Linked DNA regions of Gossypium arboreum: region 2 is linked to region 1. The links are chromatin contacts, called in public Hi-C maps. All regions are on one chromosome and are shown on one strand. The core of a region is the stretch at or near the end of the contact, and the rest is flanking DNA. Distances in the headings are between cores, read along the strand shown.

Region 1 (3,517 bases), core at 74-2,573:
CATTGTATTAAGAGTTAGTTTTTATTTTGCCCTTTTACCCAAAAAAAATGGGTAAATTAGTCCCAGTAAATTTGATCAAAGAGTAAAACTGATCATTTTTGTTAAAAATTTCATCCATTTCTGACATTGCTAACAGAATAATCAGACAATTATATATGACGTGTCATGTGTACCTCATTTAAACATACATGGATAAATTTTTAACAGTAAAAATAGATAGAATTTTTAATAGAATGATCAATTTACTCTTCAATCTAATATATAATAATTAATTTATTATTTTTTTTCTAAAGAGAACAAAATATAATTTGCACTTGAAGATCCGAAGAGAAAAATGTAGATGTGTCAAACATTCTAGTACATAGTATTAGCATATAGTATGAAAGCACTAGATGATAGGAAATGCAATTTATAGCTGATAATTAGTGGTATGATGTGATATTTTAACTATACAAATCTAATATTTAAATGAAGCTCCAAATAAGCCAAAGCCAACAGGAATGCTGCTTTCAATTGTTGATGTAAAGCCGAGGAAGATGTGCCAAGTGCCACGCGGTGGTACAATAATTTCAGTGTACCAGAAACAGCTCTTTATTTCTCATAATCTTGCAGGCACCAGATGCTGCAAATTGATTGAGTTATGAGATTAAATTATTAATGAGAATATGGCATGAAATAATGGAGAATTTATTTTGATTCCTTCTGGCTAGCTTGTTCTGATTCTGCCAATAATTTTAGTTAGTATTTCTTCTCTACCCAATTCACCTTTCTCCTAAGGATGCTAATCATAAGGCCATATGCGTATAATATATGATTACGAATTGAAGAGAATGAATATACCCTTTTATCATACACATACACTTAAAAATACTTTACCTTAAATTCCGATAACCTAGACCTTTATCTGCGATGGTTTGATTCTTCTCATGTGTTGATTCTAGGTTTATATGCACCACTAATTTTTTTATTTGTTTTCCCCGTACAAGTTTCTGGATTTTGGCAAACTAACAAACACATTTCCAATAATTTAAATAGACGAAGGGTTGTCATTGTCAATCAACAACTCAAGTGACCACAAAAAATGTAGATTTTCTCTACACTTGATGAGTAAACGTTCAAAGCTAATGACCCCAACTTCCAATATTCAACATCAGGTAGGTATAGCCGTACAGATGGCAAGTTGAAGGAGACTGAAACTTTCTTTTTTTGTTTTTTTTTAAATTTACCTTTCTGAATGTTAAAGAAAAGATGAAAAGGAAAGAACAAGAAAGGCATGTGATGGTGGCGGTGAATAGTGGGACAGATGCAGAAATCCAAGCAGTATAGGAAGCATAAGATGATAGAGAGGCTAGAGGTAGCTGTTTCAGTGTGTAATAATAGCAGTAGGAGATAAAGACTAATGGAGCCGTGACCACCTGCAGATAACCCAACTTTAAAATTATCTGTTTCTTAGTATACCCAAATGGCAATTGAATTATTCAGAAATTGATCTTAAATTGTAAGTCATAATAAAAGGAGCTGAAATAGTTCTTAAGCGTCTCAATTTTGAAGTCAACACAAACATGTGATGTTCCCATATCCTGCAATTTGTAAACCTATAGCACAACAATGATATAAGTCCACTAGGCCCTACCATTTGGGATCCCCCTTGCCCCACACTTCTCCAACGAAATAAGTCTGCTAGGTTTGGACGCCTTTCTCTGCCTAAAAAACCTTCATTTTTTAAAGGGTAAATTGCACTAAGAGTCACCTCCTTATTTGTAAGTTTTCATTCCAGTCAATAGACGGTAAAAAGTTTCAAAATCATCACTAAATTTGGGTATTTGTAACGTTTGGTCATTTGTCCATTTGTCCATTAACCCCTTGACAGAATTATGAGGTCCAATGTTTTATATAGGATTGATATCTAATTTAGCCCATTAAATTTCTATATATTTTTAACAATAAATCCAAAAACATCTAAAAAATCATAAAATTCTAAAACAAATTGAAACTTTATTTTCTAAAACTATAAAAAGTATTTTTAATGATTATAATTATGTGAACTTTCTAAAATATTTTAGCCACGATTTAGCCCTTAAACTACATTGATTTTCTTATTTTGCTATTTTTTTCTCAGATCGGTACTTACATTCTGTTTATCACTTTAGTCCAATAATGTTAAAATATGTTTTGGAAACCAACTAACAAATGTCACCTATTAAATTGTGGCACGTGGCACTTCATCATATTAGAATACTCCTCATGGCATCTATGGAGATAAAAATTAACATATATATAATAGAAAATGGAAAATTGATTTTTAAAAAAATAAAATTTTGGAAATTTCTAAAATATATAAATAAATATTCAAAATAAAAATTAGTTAAATTTCTAGAAAATTAAAAACTTGGTAAATTTTAAAAATCTAGAAACTTTTGGAATATATAAATATAAGCTAAAAATAAAAATTTTAAAATTTTAAAAATAAAAATTTAACATTTTGTTTAACTCTAGGAAACTAAAAATATGTCAAAATTCAATATATGTATATAAACTCTAGACAAATTACAATGATTTTAATATATGTTGAAAAAAAACCTAAAATATATTGAAAAATTCTAAAACTGGAAAAAAATTAGACATTAGAAAATTAAAAGCATATATAATTAAAAATATATAAAAATTATTGAAAATGGTAATAACTTCAAAAATATATTTGTTATAAAAGACTCAACAATAATATATATATATATATATATATATATATATATAAAGTTTCTTAAAATATTAAAAGTGTAAATTAAAATTCAGTCAATGTTGATCAATAATTAATCAAAGTCAACTGTATTGTTTTAAAATTGTTAAAATTTTTACAGACTTTTTAAAATATATATATTTTAATTTTACAAATTTTAGATTATATATATTAATGTAACGCATAAAATTTATATATATATATATATATATATATATATATATATATTTGTGATTTTATGACATAAATTTGTAGTGCTTTAATAATTAAGTGTTCTAAGTGTGTGTGTGAGGTCCCAAGTTCAAACCTTTCATTGGGTAAATTTTGGTTTTTTTTTTCTGAATAAAGTCTTCACCTTGTTCAATAGACTTATATTTAAGTATTTGTAAAACCATATTAGAATGGGCTTATTGGTTTGGTGGTTAAGTTGAGTGCTAGATTGCTGAAGGTTTTGTGTTCGAATCATTGCGTGAGCGTGGAGTCTATTTTTGCTTGTTTGACAGTGAGAGTTTCGGTCAAACAGGAATTTTGAGTAGGGGGTAGTTGCTGGAGAAAAATAAGGGGAATTTGAGATATTGGAATCCTTTGTTTTTTCAAAATTTCATTTCTTTCTCTCCCTCTCAAAGTTTCTGACGTTTCATTTGTTTTTCCTCTTCCATTCTCCCTGCTGAAATCCTCCTCTCTACTTCACTATCATTACTGTTTCTTTTATTTTTATTTTTTTCGTTCTTTCTACAAACAAGTGACCAAGGATCATAGTTTTTGCGCTTTTGAGCCTTG
Region 2 (3,571 bases), core at 928-3,427, 730 kb after region 1:
ATTATATATTATGGGCTGGCTAATGAATTGATTCTTTTGAAATAACTGAGCGAATCAAAAGATAAGCTCTTTAATTGTTGCATTTATATATTTTAGAGAGTTTAAATCCACAAACCAATTGGATTGTTGTCCAATTTAATTATAATTTTTATAGTTTATTATATAAATTTATTATGTGTTAATCTATAATTCATCATTTTGAAAGACTAAACAGACTTTGTTTTTTCATTTTTAGAGCTAAAGTGAAATTTTACTGTATAATTTTTTATTTATAAAAGGATTGAATTAAATTTTTTTTATTTTTAGGGGTCAAAGTATAATTTTAATATATATTAATTTATAATTTATCTTTTATAGGAGGACTAAAATGAAAAAAATCATTTTTGGCACATCTTATCTATAAGTTTATTTTAAGTCTCGATCTGGTTGAATAGTAAGTTAAATTAATTATAAAGGTGGTTTTCCTAAAATAATACGTTGGAGACACTTGCGATATGGCTTCTTTATTTTCCAATTGTTATTAGGATATTAATTTTATTTAACTGTTTTGTTCTTTTAGTGCTAAAAGAATTCAACGCTGGATGGAAGTGGAACGAGTTGAACACATAAAACTTGAAAAAGATTTTTTAAAAAAAAGAAGAGATTTCCCAGATCCAATTGATGTAAACTAAATAAAGAAAACCTCATCCATTCGATTCCTGAAATAGTTAAATAATGTATAAACGATTCTATCAAAACGGAAGGCCCTCTAAGTAACCCCTAATTAAACGGTTATTGATAACAACCTTAACTTACAATATTACCAACGATTCCAGTTTCGTCTTATATGTCACCCCTAATTTAGGGTTGTTTTTAGGAAATTTAAATCTATTTATAAAATTAATTTCCAAGATTTTGCTTGATAGAGTGATAAATTGAAGAGGAAGAAAACTAAAAGATAGAAAATATTATTTTTCTTTTTATTCATTACTTGGTAGAATTGAAAATGAAAAAAAGTATAACATTCGAATATGAATAATTTTAAATTAATATACATTTCTTTTTATTTTCTCTCATTGATTGATTTTTATGCATCATGATCAAGTGATTATTCATCCTATTTTCTTTCCTCTTAATTTTTTCCTACTAAGCACATTTAAAATTTATTTTCTTTCCACTTTTTCCATTCACTCTTCTCATTCTAGACCTGTTCATGAGTCGAGTTACCTGTTCTATTCTGGAGGTTCGCCCAAAATTCGAGAGGGTTTAGGCAAAAATATCAAGCCCAAAAAATAGGTTTGGGTAAAAAAATATTAGCCCGTTTAAAATATAGGTCAGGCTCGAGCTTGAACATTCAAAGCCCGAGCTTGACCCGTTTTAAGTTTATAATATTTTATATTATGTTATTTTTATATATTATGTAATTTAAAACACATTAAAACAACAAACCTATACTAAATATATAATACTATTCTAATGTAAACATTAAAAAAATGGCAAGATGATTATAGAAAAATTTTCAATAAATAAAAATGTATAAAATTATTAAATATTAAAATAAAATAATATATATTTTAAAAATATTAAAAAATAATATAAGCGAGCTTAAAATAGGTTTGAGTTAATCTTTTATAACTAAAAACGAGGTTGGACAAAATTTTAAGCTCTAATTTCTAATTGGACCAAATTTTGACAAATATAAAATATAATAATACTATGTTTAGGCCCAATCTAGTCCACGATCACCTCTATCTTATTTCTTCATTTTTTTTATCCAACCAAACACAACTTAAATGAATTTGACTCTTCCAAGTTCAGTTATCATACTTTTCAAACTGAATTACAAAAATTAGAATATGCTGCAGTAACTTTTTTGTACTTTTCAAACATTCTTACTTTTTTAAATTTAAAATTTTAATTCAATAAGTATTCACATTTTTTAAAATTTATCAATTTAGTATATTTAATATTTATCATAGTATATACACATTATAGGAAAGCAGTTTAATCAATATCTTAAGTCGGAAAAATTTGGCAAAATGTATTAATGGTATTAATGATTAGACGAAAATTTTAAATAAGGAAAAGTAGTACTTCTAAATTTAACTTTTCTATTTGGGCTGGCTGAAATTTGTATGTAGATTTCAAAACCCATGTTTGGAGGAGGTTTATAAACTTGATTGGTGCGATCAAATAGTGGGCTTTCAAGGCTCAATTAGTTTAATATGATTTTTGGGTTCATAGGTTAACAGAACTTCATCTTCACCAAAGGGTTAATCCGGGGTTTAACATATTGGAAATAAATCTAAACAATTGCAAGTTGGATTCTCTTAAATAAATGCATAATCTAATAATTTCATCTTTTCCTATTCAATCTTTCTCCAAATCTATCTGATAATGGCGTCAATTCCTAATCACGGTCCGCTTAAACCTACCGACCAGTAATAAGGTGACTACCAAAGCGGCACCCTCCATCATCTCATCATGTCTCTGCAACTAAAATCCCTGTTCTTCATCTTACAACTTTTAGCTTTACTGATTTCAATCTCATCATCAGACCCAAACCCACAATTCCCATGCCAGCCTCCCCACTTTAACTCTTACCCCTTCTGCAACACTTCCCTGTCTATCACAGACAGAGCTCAATCTCTCATTTCTCTGCTCACACTTGAAGAAAAGATCTATCAACTCTCCAACAATGCTTCAGGGATCCCAAGACTTGGAATTCCTCCTTACGAATGGTGGTCAGAGTCACTTCATGGGCTTGCCAGTAATGGCCCTGGAGTTAACTTTAATGGTTATGTTAAAGCAGCAACCAGTTTCCCCCAGGTTCTTGTCACTGCTGCTTCTTTCAATAGAACCCTTTGGTTCAAGATTGGGTTGGCCATAGGTATTGAAGCTAAAGCCATGCATAATGTTGGACAAGCTGGTTTGACTTTTTGGGCACCAAATATTAATATTTTTAGGGATCCCAGATGGGGAAGAGGGCAGGAGACTCCTGGCGAGGATCCCTTGGTTGTTTCAGCTTATGCTATCCAATTTGTAAAGGGCTTCCAGGGTGGGTCCTGGAAGGCTAGTGGAGAACTCATAGATAGGTTTGAGAGAAAGAGGGCACTTGGAGGATATAATGATGATGAGAGTGGTGATAGACTTATGAATTCTGCTTGTTGCAAGCATTTCATTGCTTATGACTTGGAGAAGTGGAAGAATTTCAGTCGATACTCCTTCAATGCCGTGGTAAAGTCTTCCTTTTTACATATTCTCCTTGTGGTGTTTTCATGTTTCTGAACACATTTCACATTTGAATCGTCTTTTTCTTCAGTGTGTAACTCTGTATTAGCCATTTCAGTTCATTTTTTTTATCTCTGTAAATAAGTTTCTTATTCAATGCATATTTAGTGCTGATAAGAAATTTTGCAGTCCGACTGTTTGTCAATTTAAATCAAATTTGGCATTTTTTAAATTAATTTATATATTTATTTATGGTTCTAAACCAATAGTTTGGTGTGACTTGTGGTAAGCCTCCTTTTGAAGTCAGTTAGGCAGTCTGCTAATAAATACATGCTTTATCTGTATTGAAGGTCACAAAGCA

What was found. A called contact is a pair of places that touch in the nucleus more often than the background predicts.
Region 2: a Hi-C map of leaf shows a contact between it and region 1, with 2.8 times the contacts expected there. The contact joins the promoter of LOC108474181 here to the enhancer-like site in region 1. A contact is called at or near these places in 2 of 5 Hi-C or Micro-C datasets (both in leaf).

What each region holds. Positions count from the first base shown.
Region 1 is chr11:45,367,273-45,370,789 of ASM2569848v2, forward strand. No RefSeq gene overlaps it. Among protein-coding and RNA genes, the nearest start is that of LOC128283864, 15 kb to the right of the region's middle. Within about 2 kb of position 1,324, at least 2 of the 2 cell types and tissues checked have an H3K27ac peak or open chromatin away from gene starts, as enhancers often do. A contact at or near this core is called in leaf, where this site is marked.
Region 2 is chr11:46,100,911-46,104,481 of ASM2569848v2, forward strand. LOC108474181 (probable beta-D-xylosidase 6) reads left to right here and starts at 2,178. Exons shown (of 6, transcript XM_017776104.2): 1 at 2,178-3,216; 2 at 3,561-3,571. The coding sequence starts at 2,464.